Regions from separate parts of the Mus musculus genome. Here region 2 is linked to region 1. A link is a contact called in public HiChIP or PLAC-seq data. All regions are on one chromosome and are shown on one strand. The core of a region is the stretch at or near the end of the contact, and the rest is flanking DNA. Distances in the headings are between cores, read along the strand shown. Region 1 overlaps Pard3 (par-3 family cell polarity regulator). Region 2 overlaps Pard3 (par-3 family cell polarity regulator).

Evidence for each region. HiChIP or PLAC-seq counts read pairs in DNA pulled down with a chosen protein or histone mark.
Region 2: an H3K27ac HiChIP or PLAC-seq map of VIP interneurons shows a contact between it and region 1, with 4 times the contacts expected there. The contact joins two enhancer-like sites. A contact is called at or near these places in 4 of 484 Hi-C or Micro-C datasets (embryonic fibroblasts and nephron progenitors) and 4 of 115 datasets of contacts at active chromatin or transcription factors (T-cell acute lymphoblastic leukemia, VIP interneurons, bone marrow-derived macrophages and 1 more).

The regions. Positions count from the first base shown.
Region 1 is chr8:127,192,578-127,197,491 of GRCm38.p6, forward strand. The region is part of intron 2 of Pard3 (par-3 family cell polarity regulator); the gene reads left to right. Among named protein-coding and RNA genes, the nearest start is that of Pard3, 130 kb to the left of the region's middle. Within about 2 kb of position 2,849, at least 15 of the 459 cell types and tissues checked have an H3K27ac peak or open chromatin away from gene starts, as enhancers often do. A contact at or near this core is called in VIP interneurons, where this site is marked.
Region 2 is chr8:127,490,689-127,495,635 of GRCm38.p6, forward strand. All of the region lies in intron 22 of Pard3 (par-3 family cell polarity regulator), which reads left to right. Gm51558 (a long non-coding RNA gene) reads left to right here. Exons shown (of 2, transcript XR_003947492.1): 1 at 1-4,947. Among named protein-coding and RNA genes, the nearest start is that of Gm51558, 19 kb to the left of the region's middle. Within about 2 kb of position 1,318, at least 4 of the 459 cell types and tissues checked have an H3K27ac peak or open chromatin away from gene starts, as enhancers often do. A contact at or near this core is called in VIP interneurons, where this site is marked.

The DNA of each region.
Region 1 (4,914 bases), core at 1,599-4,098:
AGGCAGTGCGGGCCCGTTTGACCTTCAGTTGTCAGGCTCCTCCATGTCCAGTGGCTGCCCCGGTTAACTTATACTTATGGACTCTCACCACTGGCCCTCACAGACTGGGTGATGATATTTGGAAGACAGCCGCCAGCGCTGACTGAGAACTAGAACACTGTTGTGGTGGAGCTCAGCTGGGAGTTAGCGTGAGGCTGGGAGGTGGTGTTTGTGAGAGGCTTGCACAGGGTGGAAAGGAGAAGATGAAGTAGAGGTGTGTGTGGGAGAGGAGTAAGAGAATCCTTTTGTTCACTATAGGCTTACTCTTTACTAGAGCTCATCCTAACAGATTAAAAAGGCTCTTGATTCTCGTGAAGGCGGGTTGCGGCTTCTTTTAGTCTGTGAGGCTCTGAGTGTCTGTGGGGATGCAGACAAGTCTCCAGGTGATGAGTTGTTTCTGTCTACAGCCATGCCCTGTTCAGGAAAGAACACATTTGCCTCGAACGATCCTGTGCTTATCACTAAACAGTCATTTGTGGACCTTGTGACTACCCTCAGGAGTTTCCACTCCTGTGGGACCCGCACAGTCTTAATTTATTATTACAGGAGTTCATGGTGGTGGAGAGAAACTAGAAAAAAATATGTAAAGTGTTAAGTAAGTAGAGTGCCCTGAGCCACACCCATGAAGGGAAGAGACCATGTTTTGTTTGTTTGTTTTGTTTTTTTAACTTTGCTTTGTTTTGTTTTGTTTTGTTTTTTGTTTTGCATTTGTTTGGCGTTTGCTTCTCCATCCATCTACAATCTTCTGCACCCACATGAGCATTTTAAGCACACTGACCTGCAGATAGCTTCTTGCTAGATAGTGCTATTCTCTGCTATGTCTCAGATGTGTTTCTGTATCAGTGAATAGAGACCAATTCTTCTCAACAGTCTTAGTAATTAGTGAATAAGTACAGACCTCATTACTTGGTAATTCGTGGGTCATTTCTTACAACCCCCACTCTCCCGTTTCCGTTGTTGCTTTCAGGTTGTTTCCAGGGCTTATGTCATCCCATGATTTGGAGCCACCGTTGTCCCTTACCAGTTCTTTGTTGATAAAAAGAGGCCCAGGCTTTGGCTACTAATTGAGACCTGAGACAGGGAGGGACTGCTTGCTATTCGAGATTTTTAAATCTTGAACTTTAAGTTCGATACCTCATCTTCTTTGTTACTTAGGCTGTGTGTATGTATATGTGTATATGTGTGTATGTGCATATTTGTGTGTACACATGTGTGTATGTATGTATGTGTGTTATATGTGTGTATGTGTGTATATGTGTGTTTGATGTATATGTGTGTGTACATGTGTGTGTCTATGTGTGTGTCTATGTGTGTATGCGTGTGTTCATGTGTGTGTGTATTTGTTTAAGTGTTGTTTGGCTGTTTTGAGCTGGTGACATGACAAAATTTGATACATTCATTGTATAGTTCCTTCCCCTTTTCTTCCTTGGCTTCTGGAACCCTGTTTGTGACACTGACTCAATGTAAAGAAAACCAGTGCATTGTAAAATCCCAGAGAGTGGGCTGGGGGTTGGACCCAGTTGGTGGCCCCAGGTTCCATCCCCAGCACCATGTAACTGAGCAGGGTAGCATATACCTGCAACCTCAACACTCAGCAGGTACAGAAAGGAGGATCAGAAGTTCAGCTCAGGTCTTCCTCTCTATTCATAGGGATTTATAGGCCAGCCTGGTCTACGTGAGCTACTGTCTCAAAAAAGAAGGAGGAGCAAAATCATAAAGAAAATTATAACCATTTTTCATTTAAGTTAGTGGGGGGAGTTGGTAGTCCTTTAATTAAATTATAGCTGCTAGTTTTATTTTGCAGAACTGTAAGCAAGGGACAATTTCTACGGCTGGTGTAACCAACTTTTTATTTATTTTTAATGTTTGTGTTTTATGTGTATGAGTGTTTATCTGCATGTATGCATGTGTACTTGTGTGCTTGCCTGATGTTCTTGGAGGCCAGAGGAGGGTATCAGGTCCCCTGGAACTCGGGTTAGGGTGATTGTGAGCAGCCATGCAAGCCCAAGTCCTCTGCAAGATCAGGAAGTGCTCTTAACTGCTAAGCCATCTTTTGATGGGTATTTTCAAAAATCCACTTTTCAAGTTATTATTATTGTTTTTTAAACGGACCATGTCTAATTTGTCTTCAAAGGCAGCAGAAGTTCTGGGTCTTGTCTGCTTGTGAAAGACAGAAAAGGCAAAGCTGGGAATGTTGCCTCCGATTCAGTGTCACGTTGTTCCTGAGTTCTCCTCCACCTCTGTTTGTTCTGTGGTGTGTGCTTTGCTGAAGGGATGTGCTGCCCATTTAGCCTAGGGATTGGGATGCAGGGACGAGTCTTTGGAGGGTGTGTTGCCAGGAGACAGACCAGTGAGCATCAGCCGAGAGCCTAGCTGATGAGTTTCTTTTCTTGACTGACAGCATCGTGAATTTTTAAGTCTCCCGTGCTGATGCTTAAATGTAATTGCCTGATTGTTTCATACCAAATCCCAGCTCCCGCTCTGCGAATTCAGAGCAAGAGCACTCATTGTCTGTGTTCTCGCAGTTGGTATGCTGTGCCGGGTCTGAGGCAGGCGGTGGAACAGAGAGTGGGGCCTGTCCCTTCACTGTCCATAGCTACGTGGCAGCAGCCATTGTTCTGTCCAGGGGCAAGGTGGGCTTGAGCTTGGTGTTGCTGGATGCCCACTGAGTTATCTTGCTTCCTACCCTGATCATCTGTCACTTAATGTTCTTGCCCTGCGTGATGGTGTTTTTGTGCGCAGTGTAGAGGGAGAGTAGAGTGCTGGGTCACCGTCCAAGGACATCAGAGTGTGGTGAATTCAGAGAGCTGATCACAGCATTTGCCATAGCAGTGGTGAGTTGTGCATCTGTGACCGGAAGTCTAAACTCTCCACTCTTGCAACTGCACCGTGTTCCTGCTTTGCACTGGACAGCCTTAAAAGAGATGAGTTCAGCCCGGGGTGTCCAGAGTGGACATAGCTGTTAGGCTCAGCCATTTGAGGTTGGGAACCGGCATGTGAATGCCTGCCAGGCCACCAGCAGGGTGTTTTCAGGGCATCTTGATGGTGGCTTATAGTTCCATGTCTTTGGGACATGGTGCAGTAGTAGAGGGAGAAGGAACCTGGTCTTAGGATGAGCAGGGCAGTTCCATACAGAGGAAGCTCAGGTCTTCAGAGTACTGCATGTTTTTAATCTCTCAACTCTTGGGGTCACATTGCGTATCTGGAATCCCAGGTCTCCTTTTCATCTCAAGTTCAACTGAACACAGTAAGGGACAGGCCAATGCATTCTGGGGTTTTTTTGTTTGGTTTTGTGTTTATTTATTTATTTTGGTTTTGTTTTTACTGCTGCTGCTGAGACGGGATTTCGAATAGACCAGACTGGCCTTGAACTTTGCTGCGTAGCTGAGGGTGATCTGGAGCATCTCTTCTGAGCGCAGTGCTGGGTCTTCAGATACGCCCTACCACATCCAGTTTATGCGATATTCGTGATGGGCCCTAGGACCTTTGCGTGCAAGCTGAGCATTCTGCCATTGGCACTTAGTCCCCAGCTCCTCCTGGATGCTATTGTATTACACACTGAGTATTCAACTAAACATGTGCAGATGCTGAGACACTCTATGTTGAAACATACTCTGCCCATATGGCTTTGTGAGTGAATATATGTGCTGCTGACCTCAAGACAATAGCATATCACCCCCTCCCCCCCCCAATAATGATAAACTCTCTTATTACAAGCCGAGGGTCTTGGTGGCGCATTTGGTGTGTGTGTGTGTGTGTGTATTCCTGGGGATTGAACCCAAGATCATGTGCTCAATAGGTAAGTGTTCTAACAACAAGCCACCCTACACCCTCTCCTCTGGTTTCAAACAGGTCATAAAAAGAGAATTTAGAATTTAGACAACTAGTTGAATGTTTTATCTCTAGCAGTTCAACTGGTGAGCGCTCTCTCTCTCTCTCTCTCTCTCTCTCTCTCTCTACTGCTCCCCTGCAGTGCACTCAAACATTAGTTTCATCTGGTCCATGTGCACTCCCCTGTAGCTGATGTCATCTCTGCGGCACATAGATCTTTCTAGGACTTTGTGTTCACTGAGCAGCAGAGGCATGTGCAGTTCTGTGCCTAGTGACCTTTGCCTGTGTGTGCCTTATGTGCATAGCTTTGTAAGTTAGGGGGAAATCCCCCATGGTGATTTTGGATTGCCACTTCTACCTATGTGCACGAAAGACTTACTCTCTGTTTTTTCTGGCCGGGGCTGTAAAGAGATCGTTTTAGTGTAGCCTTTGCCTCCTCAGGTGAGGATGAGTGACTTGTGGTTGAAATTTATTTTAACAGGTTGTGTCAAACTGTTAAGAGATATTGAAAATGTTTAATATGAGAGTCAGAGGCAATAAATCACAAATGCCTGTCGAAACAGATGTCCAAGACACATGGTGGATGGAGCCAGTGTCTGCACAGAGACTTGGCGTCCCTCCCCAGTCAGGCCCTTCATCCTCACCTCGTAACTCCACAGTAATAGACGGCTGGGAGAGCGGGTGGTGAAGGAGGGATTTAACACCACTGCCCCCTTTGGGGGAGGGTTTAAAAACCTGGGCCGTTTGGATTTTCATGGTGATTTAAAAAAAAAATCATATTTGAAGGACGTAGGCAGCGAATTTTCAAGTCCCATAACATTAACAGACGTCTTGTGACTTGTGTCTGCAATATAGTTTTTATTCTTTTCCCTCTCTCTGATGTGGGGTGGGGGAAAGGGCCTCTGTTTTCTAATTTTTAAATCTTACTTATTGAAATTGTATGGCCTTAGAATGAAGGGACAGCCCCAGCTCTGTCACTGGGGCTAACAGCACTGGGGACATCAGCACTGTCTATCAAAGGCATTTGCTTTTTGACCTTGATCT
Region 2 (4,947 bases), core at 68-2,567, 300 kb after region 1:
GACAATGCTGCTAAGTAAGAATTGCAAACTGTCCAGAAATAAAGATTTGTATCTTTCAATTTTTGATAAATGCATTCAAAAGCAAATATATTTACTAATCTGTTACCCTTTTTTAAAAAAAATTTATTTAATTCACAGATAATTGAATATTGGTCTACCTATATTAAGAATTATGTTCCAGCCAGGCAGTAGTGACACACGCCTTTAATCCCAACACTTGGAGGCAGAGGCAAGCGGATTTCTGAGTTCGAGGCCAGCCTGGTCTACTTAGTGAGTTCCAGGACAGCCAGGGCTACACAGAGAAACACTGTCTTGAAAAACCAAAATTAAAAAAAAAAATTCTATTCTAAAAGTGTGTCTTAAAAATTTACCTTTAAGTCTAGCACTCAGGAGGCAGAAGCGGATAGATCTCCATGAGTTCAAGGCCAGCCAGGTCTACATAGTGTCTAAAATAAAAAAGGAACCTGGCTGAGATGAGATCGCTGGTGAATTTGCTTGCCTTGCAAATAAGGATTTAAGTTTCACCTCTAGCACCCACACAGAAGCCAGGTGTGTTGTGTATGCCTTTGTAATCCCATCACGGGGGAGATGAAGACAGAGGATCCCCGTGACTCCCTGACTGGCCAGCCTAGTCTCCACCAGCGCCAGACCAGTGAGAGGCCCAATCTAAAAAAAAAAAAAAAAAAGGTAAAGAGTGTCTCAGGTTGACCTCTGGCCTCCCCAGGAATGCCCACAAGAACATGTGCACCTGCATACACATATGCATACAACACAAAGTCAAGGAGGACCAGCACACATACACTTGCTGCTTAGACTGAGGACCACCAGCAGACAAATATACACTCGCTGCTTAGACTGAGGAAGATGGTTCTCTTACTGGCTGTACTCTCTGTAAAACAGAAAATTCTTTGTTCTTATTGTATTAGAGTCATATGACTTGCTTTGTATGACTAGGTATGTTGTAATCATTTTATTCTTCTGATACTGTTTGGGATTCCTGGAAGAAGCTGTAAGGCAGTTTACAAAGTGCCCTTTATTGGGCCTGGCCTTTACCCCTAGGACCCCCTCTGCCGGCCTTTCCCACTTTATTGGGCCTGGCCTTTACCCCTAGGACCCCCTCTGCCTGCCTTTCCCACTTCCAGAACAGCAAGGCGTGAGCTCTACCAAAAGTGGCTTTAGATTCGGATCCAGCTCTGCCCCCCCCCCTTTCTTTTGGTTGTTTGGCAAGTTCTTGACCTCTGTGGGCCCTGTTATAATCATCTCTCTTTCTCCTCTCCCGTCCCATTGTTGGAGCATATGTCAGCTGTGTCCTGCTTTTTATATTTAGAAAATCTGGTCTTTCTAAGCATGCATTGTGACCACACGGGAAGCTAGCAGACTGAAAGAAGTACAGACCGTCATTCTGATGGTAGCAGTCTTCCAGTCTTCTGGGAGAACAACAGACGGACTTAAATAACACAACCGGTTTTATTGACCATGCTGTTTATTTTAATAGCTGGGCCAGAATGGTTTGATTGACTTTTTAAAAATCTGGTATGTGTTTTGCCATATGGACAAAGCCGTATCTGAAGTGCCAAGCTAATAAGCCTTCTCTTCCCTGCCAGTGAGCCATGGAAGTTGTTAGCAAAATGTTTTATCTTGAATGGATCCATTTTCCAAGAACTTGGTAATAGAAGCACCCATCTTAAGGGATAAAGTGCAGATTGTCTTCCATCAGTCATGGAGAATTTGTTGCATGGGCGAACCATACACAAGCCCCATGTGCAGTAGTTGGAGTTTGCCTACTGTTTCCCCATATTTGCTCATGCCTGAACTTGCAATGTTCTCTTACTTATTCCCAGGTTAATTGTTAAGGACTAAAGCAGGCTCATGAGGATTTCTGCAGGGCTATCTGCATACGTTGCCTCGGATTGGTTCATCTGCAGTCACATGACCATCCTTGTATTCTAGGTTTATAGCATACCCCCCCTCACTGTGGTCTTATTTTTTTCTCTCTACACTGTAGAGTGGAAGAGACCACAGGATTGGAACTTTCAGTAATGGCCAGGTGTGCCTCATGACTCCTTTCTTCAGGGGAAATAATCCCATGGATGTCTAAGCTTTGGAAAACGGTTGGTTCCTGTGTTTTCTTTTGTTTTCTAGCTTTCTACACTGGCAAGTTAATTCTGGACCACTTCATCCTCTCGTTGCCAGACATGGTAATGCCTTCAAATGTTTTGAGTGGTTCTTCTGCCAAAGACTTCTTTCATCTGTTTACTTCATTCTTATCCACGTTTCCCCCTAGCAAATGGTTCCAAGGCCTAACTTTTACATTTGTCAAATCTGCATCTTTCTTCCTCAACATTCACCCTTCGGTACCCCCTTCTCTTTTGCTGTATTGTGTTTCCCTGGCCATCGTTGCTGTCTCACCCTTTGGAGGTTTATTTGCCTCCTTCATACCCACTGCTCTAAAGTACTGATTCTTTTTGTCTCTTCTTCCTGTCACTTCGACATGGCAGAAATTGCATGTAGTAGTTGATCCATTCATTGCAAGCTGCAGACCTGACTTCCAGTGTAGCTCTCTCCAAACACACCCTAAATTCAGAAGGAAGTTACTTCTTTATTGTGTGACTATGGTGGCTCCTGTGTCCCTTCTCCCTGGATTCTTACCAGCCTCCCTCATCTCTTTTCTCTTCTTCCTCCTCCTTCCTTCACCCCCTGCCTAGTGATGACGTTTCACAGAATATGTCTCTGATATTTCTCCCTGAGTTTTGCCGCCGTTACCTTTTCCTTATCTGGTGTAATATAGTATGTTAGTGCCACTATTGGCCACCTATGAGCCTGCTCAAACAGGCCAATCAGCACTACCTTCCGGAGTCTAGCTAGGTGGATATTCAACAGAAAGGTTGCAGAAGCAAATCCATTTTGTCTTGCTTGGTATTCTTACCTCATGGTCTTAGGTCTCATCCAGTTTCCTTATTCCTTGCTGTTTCCTACCTCAGGCTGTGTTGAGAGTTTGCCTGCCCCTTGCTGATGCACAGTGCTCTGCTGTAGGCCTGTCTTCCCTCTTACTTAAATTTCATCCTTCAGTGCTTGTGTCTGCACACTGAGGATCCACTTTACCATCTATAAATCCAGAGCAGTTGGTCTTTCTTCTGAATGTCCTTAGTATGTGCACTGAATGATTTAATAGTCCTTATACCCTCGCTTATAATGACTTAAATTTTCCCTGATTTTTCTTCAGTAGTGTTGGGGAATCCTCAGACTTTTCCTAAGGTCTGGTTTTACTTCTAGAATGCAGTCTTGGGCCTAAAGAACAGTGTAAATGATAAGTTTCCTTCAAGGAAAGGATAGCTCATCAGAAGGAGATGAGGATACAGGCTCCCTCGGAGCCTTTTGAGTAGTTTGAATAGTTCAAAGGTGGGTATATAAAGATGAACAGGAAAAATAACTCTTTAATGGCAGGTTGCTTTGTAAAGATCCTTTTTTAATGAAATGTGACCTCAGTCAATAGAGATGATTTCCTTCCAAGACTGTGATGTATGGCATGAATCAGAATAGATCCTTTGATGAACCATTGCTAGACTATGATGTTTTCTGTGACTTTTCCTAAAAAAGTAGCCAAATATGGAAGCAATTGGGGCTAAGGATGTAGCTCAGTTGGTTGAATGCTTACTTAGCATGCAGGTAGCCTGGGCTTCAGTCACTAGGACCACATAAACCAACATGACAGCACACATATGTAATCCTAGCAGGTAGGACATGGAGGTAGGAGAAGCAACAGTTCTATGCCATCCTGATCTATCAGACCTTGTATCAAACAAACAAGCAAAAAAATACATTCTAATGATGGGCATTGCAGTGGTTTAAATATGCTTGGCCCAGGAAGTGGCACTATTTGGAGGTATGGCCTTGTTGGAGGAAGTGTGTCACTGTGGGTGTGGGTTTTAAGCTGCCTGGAAGCCAACTTCTAGTGGAGAATGAAGTTGTAAAACTGAACTCCTCCTGCATCATGGCTGCCTGGACACTGCCATACTCCTGACAATGGACTGAACCTCTGAACCTATAAGCCAGCCCCACTGACTGTTGTCCTTGGTGTCTGTTCACAGTAGTAAAACCCTAACTAAGACAGGCATGAATGTGTTAGAGGAGGGGATCTGATATATCTTTCTCTTGACACTATTGGTTTCATGCCCAGATATCAAAAGGAAACGGTGCAGGTATTTGAAGACCCTGGAAGGTTCATGACCTTCTTGTCTCTCTTCCTATGCTGATGCCAGGCACTGTGTTTAACCAGACACAACATTTTGCTGATTTCCTTGAAATGTTTCCTAAGAAGCACATTATCCCTTAATCAGCTTCTTTTGAGCTATCTGTTTATACTAAACAAAGTCTTATTCCAATTAGTTTTAGATTCTAAGCAGAAGCATGGGTAATTAAACATTGTGTGAAGGAGTACCCTGTCACAGGGCTCTAATATCAAGTTCAGGTGCAGAAGAAACAAATGTTAAGGTTTATTAATGTGGTTTTCAATTGATTGTCTTAATTGGTTAGCTATGCACATACCGTGACCCAGGAGTTCAAACTTCATCATGATGTGAACTTGGGACAGTGTGTTAGAGACTCTTCCTGTTGGTCTGAAAAAAGACCCGAAAAGAGCAACTTAGGAAGAGTTTTCATTGACTCATAGCTTGAGGGTGTGGCTTGTCACCATGGGAACGCCCTGGTGTAACCATCCTCCAGGCAGCTGGGGATGCTGTTTCTGCAGCCAGGAAGCAGAGAGCCATGACTGCAGTACATGGCTCACTCTTTCCTTCTTCTTCAGTCTGGATTGAGCCTGTAAGGATGATGCAGCCACCCACGTTTGTACTGGATCATCTCACTTCAGTTAACCCAATTTAGATAATCCCTCACAGACATACATGCCCAGAGATTTGTTTCTATGGTGATTCTAAATCCTGACAAGTT